Linked DNA regions of Mus musculus: all the other regions are linked to region 6. A link is a contact called in public Hi-C, HiCAR-type and promoter capture Hi-C data. All regions are on one chromosome and are shown on one strand. Each heading gives the region's core, a stretch centred on a gene start, on an enhancer-like site or on the middle of the called end of the contact. The rest is flanking DNA. Distances are from core to core; before and after follow the strand shown. Region 1 holds the start of Zfp948 (zinc finger protein 948). Region 2 holds the start of Zfp53 (zinc finger protein 53). Region 3 holds the start of Zfp51 (zinc finger protein 51). Region 4 holds the start of Zfp983 (zinc finger protein 983). Region 5 holds the start of Zfp54 (zinc finger protein 54). Region 6 holds the start of Zfp945 (zinc finger protein 945). Region 7 holds the start of Zfp160 (zinc finger protein 160).

Region 1 (2,700 bases), core at 189-2,688, 1.3 Mb before region 6:
TTGTTTTGTTTTTGTTTTTTTGAGACAGGGTTTCTCTGTTTAGCCCTGGCTGTCCTAGAACTCACTTTGTAGACCAGGCAGGCCTCTAACTCAGAAATCCACCTGCCTCTGCCTCCCGAGTGCTAGGATCAAAGGTGTGCGCCACCACACCCGGCTTAGCACCAGCTTTTAAACACAGGTACACACAGAGAAACTCTGTCTATAATGAATGGATGAATAAATACCCCCCCCCCTTTTCTATTATTAGATATATCACAAACACAGACACACACACATGACAGCATTGTGTGTTTCTGTGCCCACTTCAAATACTGCCACTCTCACCTCCTACCTCTTCACTATGGTCCACAGTTCCAACAGTCACTCTACTGTGTTCATCTCCATTCATTTTTGCCTGGGATCACTGAGATGAACCAGAGTCATTTGTGAGACCTTGCTGGAGTCTGATGTGCTCAGTATAGGATGACAACTAAAGGCAGTGATTCTTCTACACTCTATCCATAGCCAACATATAGAGAGCTGTTCCACTTCCTAGACTGACTGTGGTCTTGTGTGAGGCCAGTGCAGGGAAGGACAGTTGCTGTTGGTTACTGATTACAATAGTTGTATGGGATCTAGAGGATGGTGTGTCTTAGCCCTTTTCCCTCTTTCCCTTATTTCCTAACCTACTCTTCTTCCTCAGTGTTCCCAGAGCTGGAGTTGTTATAGAGTAACAGACTTTTTTATGACTAGAACCACGTACTTTACTTTTTTTTTTTTTTTTTTTTTTTTGCGACTGGGCTAGCCAAGAGTCTGCATCCACCAGAAATCTGTCATGAGAAAAGAGCCTCGTGAATGACTCACAGAAGACAAATGCCTTTCTGAGTTAGTAAAATGACATCTAGTGGTGAAAGCAGTACAGTGCGGGATGACTTCAGCCCTATGCTGATGACAAAACGATGACTACTGACTTCTTTAGACACCTTTCTTTTTTTTTTTCAAAATCCAAGTTCTTTGAATGTCTGTACCATAGTCAAATTTTCAGAATTTGGTATTGGCTTCCTATGTTTGTGTGTTGGGAATGGGACTCTGGCTTCTCAAGTTAGCCTGTTATTGTTTGGTATGAAGTATGTGTCCTAGAGGCTAGTTTTAGGCTATTTTGCATCTAAAGGATTCAGTACCCAGGATGGGGATCAGATACCGGGGTGCAGCGTCCTATTAGGCCCAGTTCTGGTCTAGGCAGACAGTGGCCACTGGGAGGCTGTGCATAGCGGGTCCGAAGCAGCCTGACAGCTGGAGCTGTATGGCAGGAAGCCTGAGACAAAGTGGGAGGGACGTGTTCGCGGGGCAGGGATATTCACCCAGAAACATGGTGGAAGGTTGTTAGACATTAGGTGGGGGTGGAAAACATAGTGTTCCGAGTGGGAGGAGTATTCCCAGTGGGAGGAGTTAGGGCAGTGACGTGAACGGAAGCTGGAAACTGGGTGTGGGAGGCTGGAAACGTGGGACGAAGAACCAGAAGTGTCAAGGACCTGTCAGGTCCAGAGCTCGCGGCCCTGCCCCGTGGGGAATCGCGTGGTTCAGACCTGGGGTCAGAGGACACAGAGGACTTCGTGGGAAGCTAAAACTCCAGGCAGCCGCGGGTGCCTTGCGGGGCATCCTGGAGGAATCAGCAATCAGTCGCAAAGCGGCGAGAACCGGAGCCAGGCGGCCCTGGAACCGCCCAGGTCAGAGGAGCTGTGGGGTTGGAAAAGGGCGGGAAGGGAACAGGGTGTGATCGGTTTGTCTTCTGCTTCTAAGGAACCTGGCTCGGGAATTCTGCTGTAGATGTCTTTCTTCCCTTGTCGAGAACTTTTAGCTCACATAAATCGGACTAATCCTGTTTTTTTTTTTTTTTTTTTTTAAATTGACTTCTGAATGCCAAATGTTCCTATTAGAATACTGTAGTAGAATATTTGAATTTATGTATTGATTTTTGAAAACCAATTCTGTTTGTTCAGGTTAAAAGGAAAAAGCTCTTGAAATTTACATTCATTCACTCTAACTGGCCTGTTTTACCAGGAGACTTACAGTGACTTGGCATCCCCGGATATCTTTTAGATACTATATATAAAGGAGTGGTTGCAAATAATCTGAAAGAATATTTTATTTTTGCAAATTACATAGGTATGGTTGTGAACATTAACATTTATAAGTAAACTTTTATTTCTCATTATTAATTTATTTACTTTACACTTCTATCGCAAACACCACCCCTCCCCCCACTTCCTCTCCTCCCAGTCCATTCCTCCTGCTTCTCCTCCACCAATTTCCTCCTCCATTTCTCCTCAGAGAAGGGGAGGAGTCCAGTGGCTCAGCCAGTCTAGTTGCAGTAGGACTAGGCTTATCTACCATTGAGGCTAGACAAGACTGCCCAGTTGGAAAAGGAATCCAAAGGCAGACAACAGAGTCAGAGACAGGCTCTGCTCCAGTTGTTACAGGGCCCACATGACAACTAAGCTGCACATCTGTTACAGTTCACAGTTAGAAAGGACATTATAAGCACAAATCTTTAATCCCTATCTTGGGAAACAGGCAGGTAGGTCTAGAAGATCCTTGTCATCCTGGTATACAGACATGGTTTAAGGACAGTCAGGGCTATGGAGAAATCCCGTCTATTGGAAACGGGAGAAGAAAAATGAAAACACGAATGAAACGTATTGTTGTAAACTATAAAACTAT
Region 2 (2,966 bases), core at 347-2,846, 1.4 Mb before region 6:
TTAGATCTGGTCACCTGTCTGAGGCAAATGAGATTGCCCAGAAACATGGAGATGATATAGCCACAACCATGGTGGGCAAGTGAATGAGCAGGACACAACAGGTGTCCTGCCTGTTGTAACTGTTAGAAGACATTGCACCTTATTGTATCTGAATTACAGTGACTTAACACTAGTATAAAACAAAATTTACTTGACTATGCTGATGTCAGATTGGAATTTTTTTTTTTTACAAATATAAACCTAATGTGAGTCCATGAAGTAGCATTGTTCTGTAATTGCCTTCCTTATATGTAGGTATTCATTCATATTACATCCTTCATTTTCTTCTCAGTGGAGGATACACTGATACCCTTCTGGTAAATGATCTCAGGAGTCATTGTAGAGAGTTGACTTGAGAATAACTGTAAAAGGAAAGTTAAGAAACACAACAGTGTGTGGAACTCAGACAATGGAGGAAAGAAATAAGCAATAGCTGTCCACTGCAGACCTGCCTCAAATCATCTAGAAACTCTGACATCTGGCAGAATATTTGCTTTACATCAATAACTTTTGAAGAATCTAGTGATTCTATCTCTCTCTCTCTCTCTCTCTCTCTCTCTCTTTTTCCCCCCACCCCCCGGAAAGAAAGAAAAGGCCTTTGATGTTTTAAATGGAGCCTTTAATATTACAAAGTCTGGGTCATCAAAACAGTAATCTTCATTATGGTACATTAGTTTACCCAAGTATTGTGAATCTGAGTGCATTAAATTCTTCTTCATCAATTTCTGAGAAAAAATATTTAAAAACAGAAACATGTACTCTGAGTTGCACCCTAAAGCTGATTACTGATTTCTCAATTATTTGTTTCATCTTGGTTTTTCTGAAAATCCATGCAATTATAGTATAAGAAAATGTTAACTCCCCAGAGGTCTACTTACAAATCACAACTGTGTAAGTAATGGAAACATAAAGTTAAGAAACTTGCAAAAGCTTTTAATGAAGTTTAAATCTTAAAACACCGCAATTTATATTAAACTAAAATTATGCAAAGGTAACTGGGGACCACTGATGTGGTTCATAGACATCATAGGCGGGTAGGACTTTTCAATGGCTTCTTCCTTTAAGCTGTTTATCAGGTAGGATTTTTCTTTATTTTAAAACGAAGACTATGTTCCACGTTCCTGAAAAGTCTCTCCCCAAATCAAAATTGCAGTATATGGTTTTGAGTTCTCACGTTTGCATTTTAATAGATGGCATTCTGGCATCTGAATTTAGCCTGTTTTGCTCTTTGGTATATATTATATGGCCCAGAGGCTCATAGTCCAATGGGGGTGTTAGGATGCCTATTTTGTATCTGACGGGTTCAGAACTCACTATGGGGGTCAGATACCGGGATGCTGCGTCATATCAGATCCAGTTCTGGTCCAGGCTCGCAACAAGCAGGTGGGAAGACCGTGCAGATCAAGGCCAGGTCAGCCTTACAGCTGGATCTGTGGGAGGAAGCCTGAGACCGAGTGGGAGGGACTGATTTCCGTGGGGCGGAGCCACTCACCCGGAAGCAGAGGATGGGAGGATGTTACACATTGGCTGGGTGTAGAGGAAGGGTGTGGAGTGGGCGAGTTTAGAGGAGTGACCAGCAGGGATACTGAGATGCAATGTGTGTGAGCCTAAGGAATTGAGGCTAAATAGTCAGAGCCTAAAGTGTTAAGAACGCGTTTCCGGCCTAGGGTCTGCACTGTGTGGAGTCGCGTGGTGCAGACTTGCCTGCAGAGCACACGGCCGGGGTCTCGCGGGACCCGTGAACCCCCAAAGCTACAGGTGCCAGGCGGGGCGTCCTGGGAGAGTCAGCAGCGCCGCGGCGGGAACAGCAGCCTGGCGGCCCTGGAACCTTCCAGGTCAGAGGAGCTGCGGGGCTGCAGAACGGGCGGGAGTGGAGCAGAGCATGATCAATGTCTCCGCAACTCATAAAGATGACAGCTCTCAAAACTGTGCTGTTGGATGTCTTACCCTCGTCGATACATTTTTCAATAATATTGACTGAATAGTGCTATTTTTAATTGATCTTCTACCCTCCACATATTCTCCTACGAATAACCTAGTAGAACATTTAAATTTATCGGTTGATATTTGCAAACGCGGTTCTCTTTGCTATGGTGGAAAGGACAAAGCTCTTGAGATTTTCGATTATCCATACTAACTTCCGTGTGCTACCACTTCCTTATTCAAGAGAGTGGCATATGGACCTAGGGACTATGATTCCATGAAAGCTTCTAGATATTAGTCATGAAAGGAACACCTGCAAATTTAATTAAGAGTACAATTTGTTGTGAGTTCCACAGGTATGGATGTAAACATTAACTTTTAAAAGTCAACGTTTTATCCACCATTAATTTTTCATCTAAAACTCTGTGTATTCACTCTGTGATGTAAATATAGCGTTGTGAAAAGGGTGCCGCCAGGCTTGGTGACACTCATCTTTTATCTCAGCAGTCAGGAGACAAAGACAGATGGATCTCACTGAGTTTGTAGGCCAACCTGATCTACATCGTGAGTTCCAGGACTACCACAGCTACATTGTGAGACCCTGTCTCCAAAAACTTAAATATAAATACAACAACAAGACAAACAAGGGGAAGGAAGAAGGAAGGATGGATAAGAGGGAGGGAAGGAGAGAAAAAAAGTAAGGAAGGCAGGCAAGTCAGACAAAAAAAATTTTTTTTTGTCTTCTTCTGAGTTCTTAATGTTGCAAATTAGAGCCTGGAAAATCACAGTATGCTGTTTGAGGGAATCAGGCTACAGGGTTTTCACAGTTAGACAGCATTTGGTGGTGGTACACACCTATATTCCCAACACTCCAGAGGCAGAGGCAGGTGGAGTTCTTTGCCAGCCTGGTCTACAGAATGAGTTTAAGGAAACCCAAGGCTGCACAGAGAAACCCAGTTTTGCAGCAAAAAGAAAGAGACAGAGAGAATGAAACAAAATTAAAA
Region 3 (2,882 bases), core at 45-2,544, 1.4 Mb before region 6:
TACATATTCCACTCCTAAAACTCTGCTCTTCTGATTTACAATTCCAACAAACCTCTCGATTGTGTTCATCTCTATTCATATTGCCAGGGACCCAGTAAGATAGGAGCTATGTGTTGGAGCCTGATGTGCTCAGCACAAGATGACAACTAAAGGTAGTGATTATTCTCCTACAATCTATCCATAGCCAACCTCTGGGAGGTAAAGTGAGCTGTTCCAGTTCCTAGAATGACTGTGGTCTTGTGTGAGGCCAGTGAACATAAAGACAGCTGCTGTTGGTTACTGATTACAATAATTGTATGGAGTCTAGAGAATAGTGTGTCTTAGCCCATCCTCTCCTCTTTTCCTTCTTATATCCTAACCACCTCTTCTTTGGTGTTCACCAAGCTAGATGAACTAACTAGTAACTGACTATATTAAGACTAGAACCATATACCTTATTTTTTGCATCTGTGCAAGTTAAGGTCTCTGCATTCAACACTCCAGAAAAAAGGGAGGGAGGGAGGGAGGGAGGAAGAGAGAAAGAGATAAATAGATAAATAAATAAATAAATAAATAGAGGGGTGGAAGGAAGGGAGGAGAGAAGGAAGGAAGGAAGGAAGGAAGGAAGGAAGGAAGAAAGAAAGAAAGAAAGAAAGAAAGAAAGAAAGAAAGAAAGAAAGAAAGAAAGAAAGAAAGAAAGAAAGAAAGAAAGAATTGGTTTTTCTCACTTTAAGCATAAATCACAAGACTAACTCCTTTCTGAGTTAGTAAAATGACAGACCGCCATCTAGTGGTAACATCAGTACAGCACAGGATGAATTCGGCCCTGGGCGGATAGCAAAGAGCCACTGAATTCTTGAGACACCTATTTCTTTTCAAATTCCAAGTTCTTTAAAAGTCTCTCCCAAGTCAAAATTTTAGGATTTGCTTTTGGCTTCTCATGTTTGTGTTTTGGGGATGGGACTTGGGCTTCTGAATTTAGCCTGTGTTGTTGTTGTTTGGTACAAAGTATGTATTCCAGCGGCTGGAAGTCCAGGAGGTGTTAGGCTTCCGGTCATTTATCTAAATGGTTCTGAACTCACTATGGGGGTCAGATATCGGGGTGCAAAGTCCTACCAGATCCACTTCTGGTCTAGCTAGCAGCAAGCATGAGGGGAGGCTGGGCGAGCTGACAGCTGGGCCTGTGTGGAAGGCAGCCAGAGACAAAGTGGGAGGGACGGGTCTCCGCGGGGCAGGGCCACTCACCCGGAAACGGAGGGTGCAAGCACATTGGACGTTACCAGGAAGTGTAGAAAAGTGTTGAGTGGGAGGAGTTAGAGGAGTGACGTGAGCGGAAGCTGGGAAACTAGGTGAGTGAAGCCAGGTAAGTTGAGAACCAAAGCCAAAAGTGTTAACGACCTGTTCACGTCCAGAGCTCACGGCCCTGCACCGTAGGGAATCGCGTAGTGTAGACCTGGGATAGCAGAACGGGGAGGAATTTAGGGGAAGGTAAAACGCCGGCCAGCCGTGTGCCGCGCGGGGCATCTTGGGAGAGTCAGCAGCACAGCAGCTGGAACCATAGCTCAGAAACCTCCCAAGTCAAAGGAGCTACGGGGCTGGGAAGGGGCCGGAAGAGAGCAGGGCGTGATCAGTTTTTCTGGTGTTCATAAGTAAGCTGGCTCGATATATTTTAGTGCATATAAACTGAAATAATCCTGATGTGTTTTTCATTGACCAAATGATTGCCAAAATATTCAAAATAGTAGAATAGTAGAATATTTTAGTTTATCTACTGAAGTTTGCAAACCAGTTCTCTTTGTTGAGATAAAGGATAAAGCTCTTTAAATTTACTTACATCCATGCTAACTCCACTGTTATACCCAGGACATACTTGGTGACTTAACATCCCCAGAGAGCTTTTAGCTATTACTCATGAAAGGAATGGCTGGAAATGTAACTGAATCTCAGCGTATATTTGTTGCGAGTTTCGTAGATATAGTTGTAAATATAACTAGAAGTGATTGTCATCACTTCTTCCTCTCCTTCTAGTCTCTCACTCCTCCACTACCTTCCTCCCCCTATCCTACACCTTCCTCTCTTTATCCTCAGAGAAGGGAAAGCCTCCTGTGGATATCCACCCTCCTTGGCATATCAAGATGCAGTGGGATTAGGCACTGCACTGAGGCTATTGAGGCTAGACAAGGCAGCCCAGTTAGGGAAAGGGGATCCAAAGGCAGTCAACAGAGTCAGAGACAGCCTCTGCTCCAGTTGTTAGGGGACCAACATGATAACCAAGTTGCACATCTGCTACAGTTCACAGTTAGAAAGGACATTATAAACCAGTTTTTAATCCTTTAATCCCTGTATCCTATAACCCTTTAATCCTTTAATCACAAGCCTTTAATGCCTACACTTAGGAAACTGAGGCAATTGGATCTGGGAGTTCCTTGCCACCCTGGTACATAAAGGGAGTTTAAGGACAGCTAGAACCACAGAGAAATGTCAGTGGGAAGAGGGAGAAGGAAAAGGAAAAAAGAAATAAAACAGAAAAGGTATTATATTGTATATGATGGTACTATAAATCATCTTTCAAATAATTACTTTAGCTCTTCTATATCAGAAAAAAGACAGCAAAAGTATTTTGTCTCCTTAGTTCTAGAAAACCACTTTGTCCATGAACACAAACTGTTTTTTGGTTTGGTTTGGTTTAGTTTGGCTTAGTTCCTGTGTTTGTTTTGTCTGTGGCTTGAACCCATTGTGTCCCTCTGTCTGGCCCAGAACTCATCCTGTCATGTAGACTAGGCTGGACTGGAAGTCACTGAGTTACACCTGACTCTGTTTCCTGAGTGCTAGCGTTAAAGGTGTGCACCAGGACCACTATTCAAACTGTTGTTTTGTATTTTGTGGTCAGTTCACGGCCACCA
Region 4 (2,820 bases), core at 167-2,666, 1.2 Mb before region 6:
CAGTGAATTCAAGGCCAACTTATCTTGCAAAACAACAACAAAGTCAACAAAAACAAAAATCCCATAAGATACTGATGCTACCAAGCAATAAATTACAGACTGATGTAATCATTTAAACTGTTGCCTTTAAAAACAGGTTTACATGGCAAAATCCTGTCCTGAATGAATGAATGAATGAATCCTCCCAATCTTTCTATTATTAACTATTTTACACTCACATATACATGTATATACACACAGAATGTGTGTGTGCATTTGTGCGCTCACATCAAATACTGCCCACTCTCATCTCCTACCTCTCCACTATCCTGGTTCACAATTCCAACAGTCACTCTACTGTGTCCATATCTATTCATATTGCTTGTGATCCACTGAGATGAACCAGAGCCATTTGTGAGACTGTGGGTTTGGAGCCTGATGTGTGCTGGACCCTGATATGCTAAAGGCACATCACTCTTCTAGAATCTATGAATCTATCCATAGTCAACATCTGAGAGGTTGTGTGTGCCATTCCCTAACCTACACTGACTGTGGTCTTGTGTGAGGCCAGTGCACATAAAGACAGCTGCTGTTGGTTACTGATTACAATAGTTGTATGGTCTGGAGAATGCTGTGTCGTGTCTTAGCCTTTCCCCTCCTTTTTCCCTTCTTATTTCCTAACCACCTCTTCTTCCTTGGTGGTGTCCCCAGAGGTAGAGATTGATGGTGTAGCTGACGGCTTAAGTTTTACTTATTTTCTCTATCAGGATAGTCAAGAGTCTCTGCACCCATCACTCTATTAAAAAAGGAAGGAAAGAAGGAAGGAAGGAACGACAGAAGGAAGAAATTCTATATTTTCTCTCAAAGGACTTTAAGTATGAGTCATAGAAGGCTAATGTCTTTCTGAGTTAGTGAACTGGCAAGTCTGCCTTCTTGTGGTGAAAGCAGTACACTGCGGGGTGAATTCTGCCTTGGGCTGGTAGCAAAAGCTACCAGATCTCTGACTTAAGTTCTTTAAATGTCTCTCCCTAAGTCAGAATTTCAGTATTTTGGCTTCTCATGTTTGTGTGTTGGGATGGGAGAGCCTGTTGCTGTTTGGTATGAACTATGTAGCCCAGAGGCTGGTTGTCAAGTCCAGGTGTCAGGCTATCTTGGATATAAAGGGTTCAAAACTCACTGTGTGTGTCAAACATTGGGTGCACAGCCTCCTAGCAGGTCCACTTCTCACTTCTGGTCTAGGCTGGCAGCAAGCATGAGGGGAGACTGTTCAGCCTGACATCTGGAGCTGTGTGGAAGGCAGCTTGACACAGAATGGGAGGGAGCTATCTCCGTAAGGCGGGGCCACTTACCCGGAAACAGAGGGTGTGAGGATGTGGCCTGTTGAGGCGGGTGTGTGATGTAGAAAAGTGTTCAGAGTGGGAGGAGTTAGGGGGTGACGTAAACGGAAGCTGGGAACCGGCTGATGAGGCCTGGGTAGTTGTACTGAGAGCCAAAGCCTGAGTGTCAATGACCTGTTCAGGTGCAGAGCAAGCAGGCCTGCACCGTGGGGAATCATGTGGTGCAGACCTGGGGTCAGAACACAGGGTGGACTTCGGGGAAGGTAAAACTCGGGGCTGACGTGGGCGCCGCGCGGGGAATGGTGGGGAAGTCTGCAGTGCAGCAGCTGGACCCGCCTCCCTACCGCCCTGGATCCTCCCAGGTCAGAGAAGCTGAGGGGCTGGGAAAGGGGAGGGAGGGGACCAGGCTGTGATCAGTTTCTCTGCTGTTCCTAAGGAAGCAAGCTCTGAAGTTTTGCTGTGGGTTTCTTCCCTTGTCAACACAATTTTAGGTCATATGAACTGAAGTAATCCTGATTTGTTTTTTATTGTTCACCTGATTGCCAAAATATTCATAGTAGAGTGGTCTAGGAGAATATTTGAATTTATCTTTTGATGCTTGCAAAACAGTTCTCTTTATTTAGGTGAAAAGGACAAAGCTCTTGGAATTTACATTCATCCATGCTAACTCCCTTGTTATACCCGTGAACATACTTGGTGACTTGGCATCTGCTGAGAGCTTTTAGACAGCAGTCATGAAAGGAGTGGCTGCAAATGTAATTGAATCCAAAAGCATATTTTTTTGCGAGTTTCATAGATATGGTTTTAACCATTAACATTTAAAAGTAAACTCTATACCCACCATTACCTTTCCTTCGGAGACATGCACTCCCTGATGTAAATGCAATATTCTGCTATAAATGCACCAGGCTTGTTGGCATGCATCTTTAATCCCAGCATGGGGGAGGGAGGACAGAGGCAGGCAGATCAAAGAGTTGGAGACCAGCCTGGTCTGCTTGGTGAGGTCAGGATAGCCAGAGCTACATGATGAGCTCCTGTCTCAACAACAACAAAAAACAAAAGGACAGAAAGAAAGAAAGAAAGAAAAGAAAATCGTGTTTTTGTGCTGAGTTCCTAGAACCTGGAAAGGCACAGTAGGCTATTTGAGGGTATAGGTCACAGTATTTTCACAGTTTGCGCATTATAAACCAGGTGGTATTGGCACACGCCTTTAATCCCTACATTTGGGACTAAAGGTGTGCACCAGGACAAGGACTTAAACTGCTGTTTTGTATTTTGTGGTCATTTCTCAGCCACTGGTGTGACTGTGGACTTCCAGAAGAACAGGCAGTGTCAGGACCCTTCTGGGAAGGCCTTGTTGCAGAATTTCAGCACTCTGGTTTGTGTGGGTGAGAACAGTTTGCTTCCAGCCTCCCTTGTTCCTCCTCAGGAAGAGGCAAGTTATTCTGCAATTGTGAGATCTTTGACAGTGTAAAGCTTCCATCCTTTTTTAGTCCATAATAAA
Region 5 (2,925 bases), core at 312-2,811, 1.4 Mb before region 6:
ACCTTTAATCTGGGCCACACCTTCTACTAGAGGGCTACATAAGGACACTGGAAGAAGGAAGATTCACTCTTCTTCAACCACTCACCAGCATATCTGTTGAAACCTACTTCCATAGAAGACCAGCTTAAACAACTAGCTTCATGGGACTGAGCAACTATTAGAATCTTGGACTTCCCATTCACAGCTTCCCATTGTTGGGTTAGTTGGACTACAGACTGTAAGTCATTACAATAAATCCCCTTAATGTATATAGAGATATTCCATAAGTTATGTGACTCTAGAGAATCCTAACTAAGACACAAGTTGGTACCAGGATTGGTTCTAGAGGAGCAGAAGTATAAGAATGAATGTCTTAAGAATCTGGAATCCGTTTAATAATTTGTCAGCATCTTCTAATTCACTAGGCACCTTCAACTCCTGAAATTTCTCCAGATACTTTCTCCCCTGGGAGCTTGGAGAATATAGGAGGCCAGTGGTGGAAACTATATGCAAATGCCTTTGATTATCTTGATTCATCAACTGTGACTGGTGTGAATTAGGTGACCCTGTACACGAAGTTTTCTACAATTTGGAGGGAAATAAGAAAACTGATTTGCCTGGCTTGTTGCTCTTAGTATCTCTGGACAAAAACTGGCGAGAGGGGCAACAGCACATTTGAAGAGTTTTGTTCTTGCCCTTTTCCTTGTGCCAGACCTTAGGGTTGGAGATACTGCTACTCAATTGAATGAATTAAATGTAATGGATTTAATTTTGCCCCAAGGTAACAAAGGCCAGGTGGCAGCATCGAATCACCAGAGACAAGGTGATCATAGTTATTATAGTGGGCAATGTAGACAAAACATTCATAATGACCTACCCCATAATGATCACAACTCTGCATTGTGATTACTGTAGTTTTTTACAGTGGTCTCTGTAGTAGAGAAAAGTTTCTTGATAAGGGGTGAAGACTAAGCTTATTCGTGGGCAGGAGAGAAAATGTTTAGTTTATTCTTTGGGATTATGCTGGGTTAGTACAGTCTGTTTTATCTCAAAGCACTTTTATCTTGAGTCACAGAAGACAAACTCCTCTCTGAATTAGGAAAATGGCAAGACCACCATCTAGTGGTGAAAGCCATGCAGCTCAAGATAAATTCACTGACTTCTTGAGACACCTATTTCTTTTCAAAATCCAAGTTCTTTAAATGTCTCTCCGCAAGTCAAATTTTCAGGATTTGGTTTTGACTTGTCATTTTTGTGTGTTGGGATTGTTTGGGATAAGTTTGTCGCTCACGGGCTGGTAGTCAAGTCGAGGTGTAAGGCTATCTTTTATCTGAAGGGTTCAGAACTCAGTATGGTGGTCAGATATCCGGGTGCAGCGTCCTGTCAGATCCAGTTCTAGTCTACGCTGACAGCAAACTTGTGGGGAGTCTGTGGAGAGCGGGTTCAGAGAAGCTTGACAGCTGGAACTGTGTGGACCGCAGCCTGAGACTGATAGGGAGGGACCTGTCTCCGGGGGGGTGGGGCCACTCACCGGAAACAGCCGTTGGGGACAGTATATGGGTGTGGAGGAAGTGTGTTGTGTGGAGGAAGTGTGTTGAATGGAGCTGGGATTAGAGGAGTGGCGTGATAGCTGGGACTGTTCTTTAGTGAACCTAGGTAAGTTGACTGAGGAGCCAAACCCAAAAGTGGCAAGGACGTCTTCCTCGAGGAACTCGCTGGCATGCACCGTGGAGAATCTTGTGATGCAGACCTGGAGTCAGAGGATACAAGAAGGGTTTCAAGGGGACGCAAAAAACTACCCTGAGCCTCAGGTGCCGCGCGGGGCATCCTGGGAGAGTCAGCAGGCAGCAGCCCAACCGGTGGAACCACAGCCCAGTGGGGGAGGGCTGTAACCTACCAGGTTAGAGGAGCTAAGGGGCTGGGAAAGGGAAGGAATCAGACAGGGGTGAGATATTTCCTCGGCTACTCATAAAAATGACAGCTCTCAAAATTCTGCTCTTCATGTCTTGCCCTTGCCCATAGATTTTAGACCATACTAAGTTGATGAATACTGATTTTTTTTCCATTTATTCTCTTGGCAAATTTTTCTTATAGAAGTACTCTAGTGGAGTATTTGAAACTATCTGTTAATATTGGCAAACGTGTTTGGTTTGGTTGTTGTTTTTGTTTTGTTCTTGTTATTTTGCTATGATAGAAAGGACAACGCTCCTGAAATTTACATTAGTCCACACTAATTTCTTTGTATACCTGGGAACTTGGCACCTACGGAGAGGTTTTAACTATCAGTAATGAAAGGAACATGTAAGGAATTTTTAAGAGCAAGGGCATCTTTGCAGTCAGGAGCAAAAGCAATACAACAAAGTCACACCACACAACAAACATCGTGCAAGAGATATATTGCAGATAAACAGAATGGCAGCTACTCTGAAAGGGAAGAGAGTTGGAAGGCTAGGCAGAGGGATGGGTGTTTATAGTGTCTTTGGAGCATGTGAAATGACGTACTGGAAAAGAACAGTGGGTCCTGAAGTATTGCTTGGTCATTAAAGCTGGAACAATGTAATCTGTTAACACTGAGTAATGAAGGGATTTCCAGGTTTTAAGGCCCTGGAGGCACTGAAATGACTAGCCTCCCCTCCTACCCCAGCATCATCCCCAGGTTTCTCTTAGGGCCATAACTGCCATTTCCAGCCCCTTGGGTCAGAAAGTGGCCAAGCTGCTGTCCTAAAGAGAAAGAGAGAGAGAGAGAAAAAAAAAGTCCATGATCAAGCTACAAAGGCTTCCATCATTTTCAGTTCATGATAAGTTCAGAACTTTATTAGTGTATATTATTCTCATTCCAATCATCCAGTTTCATTTCTACCCATAAGTTTTCAAGAAGCTGTGATTGGAAGTGAGGTTCACGCTAGACTAACTGAAAATGTTTTCTAAATATTTTTCAATATTCTG
Region 6 (2,700 bases), core at 41-2,540:
GCTTGACATTGCCCTTCCACAGCATGCATGCTGGTCTGGCCTTGTTAGATATCAAAGGAGCTTAGGAAAAATGGCTAACTGAGGTGCCTATTAATATATCATAGTGGACATCTTTGGATAACTGTTTCCTTGGCACCTGTTTCCTCTCTTGGGAGCCTCCTATTCCCTAACTCCCCCTTTCAACCCCCCAAGTCACGGCCAGGTTAAGTTTGGACCCTTCCAGATACCTCTGTTCTCTCATACTGTGAAGCCCAAAATTAACATGTAAGCACTACCTACCCAAGAACCAAATAACTTCCTAAAATGCTGGGAGTTGTAGTTCTTGGAAAAGTAACAAACTCTCATGGGAATGTATGCAGGTTTGTCTTTATAAACTCCTGTAGCATGAGGCCAAAGTCCATAGCTTGGTCAGTATTTAATATTTAATAATACTTGCCCAAATGGTGGTACTGATTTGTCTCAGGCAAATCTCAGGATTAACATAACTTACAATAAATTTTCTCCTCAACCATACCTTAGAGCAGTCACGTCCTCAGTTTTCAGTTGTAACTCAACATATAAAGACACATTTCTGACTGCAGTATTTACATCACAGAGTGTGCACATCTAAGATGGAAACCAAAACCAAAACCAAAGCAAAACGGGGAGTAAAGCTTTGCCCAGTAATATTTAAAGTTCACAGCTCTAACTATGGTGCTTAGTCATGTATATTTTCTGACTCAATCAAATCTCAACTGGTTCTTCAGATGACTAATATCTGCAAAACTCTCCGAGGATGCCCATTCTCCGGGCCAATGGCCACTCTCTTGAATAGGAAATGGTGGAACAGGGGTGTTAAGAAAGCATGAGTGAATTTGAATTCGAGGAGCTTTGTAACTGCTGGAGCAAAGAGAGCTCTGCGTGCGAACTGCAGATTCTGCAAATGCTCTACGAGATTATTTTCGGAAAATATTCTGGCAACCATAAGATAAACGAAAACATCACGATAAACCCCCAGTTCATAGGATCTCAAACTTCCCGACAACGCTAAGATAACCATGGCAGAATTATGAAAGCGGCGTCCTTAAGAGCCGCGGAGGAAAACACACCCCTGCTTCTCCGCTCCCACCCTTTTCCCAGCCCCCCAGCCCCTCTGACCTGGGAGGTTCCCGCTGCCGGGCTGCTGACGCTTCCAAAATGCTCCCAGAGGCACCTGAGTCTTAAGGAAGTTTTCGGGTACCCTAATACACGGCCGGGTTCTTCCAACCCCACTTCCAGACCGTGCGGCTCCCTGAGTTCTTCAGGGAAAGGTGGAATTTCCTGTCACTCACGCTTGTTTTCTTAGAGAAGCTCCTCCTGTACCCGCCCAACATAGCCCACTTCCGGTTATGCGATTCCTTTAAACCCGCTTACTATAGGCCTGTTTTACTTTAATTTACTTTACTTCCCAGCTGGTTTTGTTTTGCCCCACCCCCACCCCCCTAAATCATCTGCTCAGACAGGGGTGTCCACCCATCAGGAACAGCTCCTCCCACTCAGTTTTGGGCAGCCTGCCACACAGCTCCAGCTGCCAGACCTGGACTTGCTCTTTGCTCTCATCATCCCCTATACTTGTTGCCAGGCTTGACCAGAATTGGATCAAATAGGATGATGCACCCAGTATCTGACCTCCAACATGGGTTCTGATCCCATCAGATATGTTATTCTAACTTCCCCTCCTTGGAATACCAGCACACACACACACACACACACACACACACACACAGAGGAGTAAATTCTGATGCTCACTCAGATCCTTTTCCCAAAACAAAATAAAACAAAAATTGAACGTTGTTGCCTCTAAACACTAATCATATCTGTATCCCCTAAGGAAAGGAGCTTAAATATCCAATATACAGAACTGAAAACCAGAGTCATGTTCAAGAAGGTCAAAGTTTGTAAAGTATGTTAATAAACTCAAAATAGGAACAAAATGGTTGTGGGCAACAAAACAATAGCAAATGCCTGAAGGAAGTAGTGACAATATAGAATATGCAAACTGAATTTAATAAGTAGTGCACACTGTAATTCCCCACTCCCTACAATTCTGGCCCATACTTCCAACTAATCTCCTTCTCTCTCTCTCTCTCTCTCACTCTCTCTCTCTCTCTCTTTCTCATATTCATTTCGATTCATTTTGTTTTGTGACCCATCATGATTAATCAGGATCATCTGTGAGACACTGGTTTTGGAACTATGTTTTGGAACCTGCTGGTCTCAGCAGATGAGACACAACTAAGCACAGTGATTTCCCCTTCTCCTAAAACTGACTTATTGCCACAGTCAGGGTGGGGTCCTGTGACCCTCTCCTCTTTGGAGACTGATTGTAGCTAGGGTTAGTCTTGAGTGAGGTCAGTGCAGGTAAATACAGGTGCTCTGAGTCACTGACTACAATAGTTGTATGGAATCTGGAGAATGACATGTTATGGCCATCTCATCTTTTCTCCTTACTTCTTTCTCCTTCCTCTTCCTTAATATTCCCAGAGCTATAGATGGCATGATGTAACTGACTTGTTTATGATTGTGCCCATATACATTGCTTATTTTCTGCATATTTGACAGCCTCATCTTTCTGCATTATCACTGAATTTTCATACGGAATTTTTGTCCTTTAAGGAAAGGAAGGAAGGAAGGAAAGAAGGAAGGAAGGAAGGAAGGAAGGAAGGAAGGAAGGAAGGAAGG
Region 7 (2,700 bases), core at 171-2,670, 1.9 Mb before region 6:
GCACATATTCATGAGATAAAAGAATCCTTATGGAAATGGTTCACCTTCTAGTGGTTCTCAAGAGCAATACCATATTTTAAATATCTTTGTTTCCTCTTCTCTTTTTCTTACCTCTGCTTCAGATTTAGGGGGGCAACCTGCCCAAGGACATGGCATTTTGAAGGACATTTGCAGAGAGGATGTCCAGACTCTGAGCAACTGCTTTCAATAGGATGAATAGCAAATGACTTTCTACTAACATAATGCATATATTAAAATGTTCAGCAGGAAGTAGTAGGGATCATGAGACAGTAGTGTAGGGTGAAATGATTACTATTCATTATATATTTAAAAGTATGTATCTGAAAGTACTTTGCAATGGTGAAGTACCAGGGAAACTCAGTGCATCTCATTATTCTATACTGGTGATAGTTTGTTGAATTCTATGTGTACTTCCTTTGGAAATGTTTGATGAACTGTAGATATGCTACATGGTGGAAATGAGAAGAAATATTTTTCATTAGCCATTCCTCAAATTATTCCCGCTGACCTTTGACAGTTACATCTGCAGACTGCTGTCACAAACATCCTTTAGAACACATGTACTTGTATGCAAGAGTTTGTTTCTATTTAAAGTAGATACAGTAAGAACTTTCAATGAGAATGCCAAAATAGCTTATATGCTGTTTCAAACTTTCAAGCCAAAAAGCACTTAAAATATTTTTAAATTGTTATTTTTATTACAAAGAGAAAAGTTGGCACTTAAAAAAAGAATCGATCTTCAATGCCAATCGTTCATGACCTTTGTGAATGCAATTCTCTTTTGTAACAGAAAATATAACTTTTAAAATAGGTAATTGTTTTTATATATAAAACTCTTCGAATTAAAAATAAAATCAATGCTTGCTTATATTCACCATCGTCCCCGACTCTCCTACCTATGCATGGTTACTGATTGACAATGCTCAGGAGCCCTGCTCCTTAGAGCTAGGAACCTGTGGGAGAATAAGGAGGGACTGAGAACTGTGCACCAAGAACACAACCTACTCTGAATCCCCTTGTAGAGCCAGACCCATGCCCACTTGTACTTGAGCACTATCCTACTCTCCAATGCATCCCCACACTCCCTTCTAGTCCATTATTTGGTTTGACCCTCCACCCCCACCCCGCTGTTTTCCGAAACAGTTCTAAGCCCTCACCACGCCATTCTCAGCATTCAGGTCCTCTCTAGCCCATAAACATTTCTTTAAATACTGTCCCCTCCAAGCAACAGTTTCCTGTTCCAAGTCCCACTAGCACGCAGTGGCCAGCATGCCCTAAAATTTCCTTCTCAGAGCAGCTTCCTTTCTAGGTACCGCCCCTTGTTAGCGTCAATCACTTGTTCTCTGGTCCCGCCTTATTTTACCCCGGATCTGACCGCGAATGCTGAATGCACTCCTGCGCAGCGACCCGGAAGCGGTTTTGCTCTGCATAAATTTTGTAGCTGGGTGAGTTTTCCCAGATTCTTTAGGCCGGTTGCTGGCACTCAGAACCCGGACCTCTGCCCTGGAGTCCCCATCTTGTGTGCAAAGCTCCACTCGGTGACGCGGAGAGCTGCGAGACTGAGGAAGTAGGAACGTGGGAGAGAGAGATGGCAGCGGAGCCAGGGGAGGGGATGGAGCCAGGAAGGAGCGGGGGCACGGATTCAAAAGCTTCAGCGGTCGGGGAGGAGACATGACTATCGTTTGTGCGGGCAGTGCCAGGTGATGCGGTACTAGAGAGTGCCGCGGGTGACAGAATAGCAGAGGAGCAGCTTGCCGCGGCGCCTGGTGGAAAGGAAAAAGAAAGCAGGGTCTGGAGATGCTGGCAAGAGTGGAGAGGAGGGTGAGAGAACAGCTAAACTGCCATAATGTGTGACAGAAAGAAAAGCAGGCGATGGAAGCGAAAGGGAAAGTATCTGGGGAGAACTTCCAAGACCAAGTTCTCAGACCAAGTTCTCAGCACAAAGATTTATTTGTCTTAGAGGTACAGAAGGCCCGGATAAAGGTCAGAGACAGGAGATAGAGGAAGAAGGGGAAGGGAACAAAGAAGAGGGCAGAAAGGGGCAAGAGAGAGGGGTTAGGAGTATTTGTCCAGAAGTGGGACAAATGACTGTTTCTAGATAGAGAGGAGACAGATGTGACCCATAGGCAAATGGCGGCTTATAGAGGTAAAATGAGAATCCCCTTATTAGGACGAGGTGTTTAGCTGGCACATTAATTAGGTGAGCCAGAGGTGCCTTTCGGTTGCCAGACTTCAATGCTTTGATAGCTGGGCCTTCATAGTAAGTGTCAGGAGGAGGAATTGGCCAAATAAAGGAATAGACTTTGGGTGTAGCTTTAGGAATGTAATCTGAGAGTTTTTAGCAAGGCAGAGAGAGGAAAGGGGCAAGGCCTACCAGAGTCATGGTCACCATGCTGGAGCTGGCAAAGTCCCTTCAGAAAGTGTGAATAAGATAGTGCAGAATGAGGGAGGGGCAGGCTGGATAAAGCAGAAGTTGATGGAATAGTAAGGTTATTATTACTGAGCTTGTCTTTGTTGTTGAAATAAAAAAACCCTTAATTTTTGTTTGAATTTTAGTGGTATGGAAGAGAGTTGCAAAACTTGATCTGATGGGCATTAACTGGTATTGTGTTAGGCATGGTGGCACAGATCAGTAATGCCAGCATGTGGGAAGAAAGCTGGGGTAGGAAAATGGAGACT

Evidence for each region. Promoter capture Hi-C pulls out the DNA fragments that hold promoters and counts their contacts. Hi-C and Micro-C count contacts between places; a contact is called where the count stands out from the background. HiCAR-type assays count read pairs that join an accessible place to other places.
Region 1: a promoter capture Hi-C map of liver shows a contact between it and region 6, with 14 times the contacts expected there. The contact joins the promoter of Zfp948 here to the promoter of Zfp945 in region 6. A contact is called at or near these places in 5 of 39 promoter capture datasets (the 3T3-L1 cell line, hippocampal neurons, liver and 1 more), 2 of 115 datasets of contacts at active chromatin or transcription factors (astrocytes and fibro-adipogenic progenitors) and 1 of 9 other capture datasets (adipose tissue).
Region 2: a contact with region 6 is called in a HiCAR-type map of astrocytes, with 4 times the contacts expected there. The contact joins the promoter of Zfp53 here to the promoter of Zfp945 in region 6. A contact is called at or near these places in 5 of 39 promoter capture datasets (the 3T3-L1 cell line, hippocampal neurons, liver and 1 more) and 1 of 115 datasets of contacts at active chromatin or transcription factors (astrocytes).
Region 3: a Hi-C map of B cells shows a contact between it and region 6, with 5 read pairs. The contact joins the promoter of Zfp51 here to the promoter of Zfp945 in region 6. A contact is called at or near these places in 1 of 39 promoter capture datasets (hippocampal neurons), 1 of 484 Hi-C or Micro-C datasets (B cells) and 1 of 115 datasets of contacts at active chromatin or transcription factors (astrocytes).
Region 4: a contact with region 6 is called in a promoter capture Hi-C map of liver, with 9 times the contacts expected there. The contact joins the promoter of Zfp983 here to the promoter of Zfp945 in region 6. A contact is called at or near these places in 5 of 39 promoter capture datasets (the C10 cell line, hippocampal neurons, liver and 1 more) and 1 of 9 other capture datasets (adipose tissue).
Region 5: a promoter capture Hi-C map of hippocampal neurons shows a contact between it and region 6, with 5 times the contacts expected there. The contact joins the promoter of Zfp54 here to the promoter of Zfp945 in region 6. A contact is called at or near these places in 3 of 39 promoter capture datasets (hippocampal neurons, liver and pre-B cells) and 1 of 115 datasets of contacts at active chromatin or transcription factors (pancreatic cancer cells).
Region 7: a promoter capture Hi-C map of hippocampal neurons shows a contact between it and region 6, with 12 times the contacts expected there. The contact joins the promoter of Zfp160 here to the promoter of Zfp945 in region 6. A contact is called at or near these places in 6 of 39 promoter capture datasets (the 3T3-L1 cell line, hippocampal neurons, liver and 2 more), 1 of 484 Hi-C or Micro-C datasets (B cells) and 1 of 9 other capture datasets (liver).

What each region holds. Positions count from the first base shown.
Region 1 is chr17:21,565,540-21,568,239 of GRCm38.p6, forward strand. Zfp948 (zinc finger protein 948) reads left to right here and starts at 1,439. Exons shown (of 6, transcript NM_001002008.2): 1 at 1,439-1,706.
Region 2 is chr17:21,487,392-21,490,357 of GRCm38.p6, forward strand. Zfp53 (zinc finger protein 53) reads left to right here and starts at 1,597. Exons shown (of 5, transcript NM_013843.3): 1 at 1,597-1,874.
Region 3 is chr17:21,449,080-21,451,961 of GRCm38.p6, forward strand. It overlaps Zfp51 (zinc finger protein 51), which reads left to right and starts at 1,295. Exons shown (of 5, transcript NM_009558.4): 1 at 1,295-1,342.
Region 4 is chr17:21,649,195-21,652,014 of GRCm38.p6, forward strand. Zfp983 (zinc finger protein 983) reads left to right here and starts at 1,417. Exons shown (of 7, transcript NM_001357098.1): 1 at 1,417-1,678; 2 at 2,609-2,751.
Region 5 is chr17:21,421,683-21,424,607 of GRCm38.p6, forward strand. It overlaps Zfp54 (zinc finger protein 54), which reads left to right and starts at 1,562. Exons shown (of 5, transcript NM_001379357.1): 1 at 1,562-1,635.
Region 6 is chr17:22,865,844-22,868,543 of GRCm38.p6, forward strand. Zfp945 (zinc finger protein 945) reads right to left here and starts at 1,291. Exons shown (of 5, transcript NM_001110254.1): 1 at 1,138-1,291.
Region 7 is chr17:21,007,521-21,010,220 of GRCm38.p6, forward strand. It overlaps Zfp160 (zinc finger protein 160), which reads left to right and starts at 1,421. Exons shown (of 5, transcript NM_145483.2): 1 at 1,421-1,466.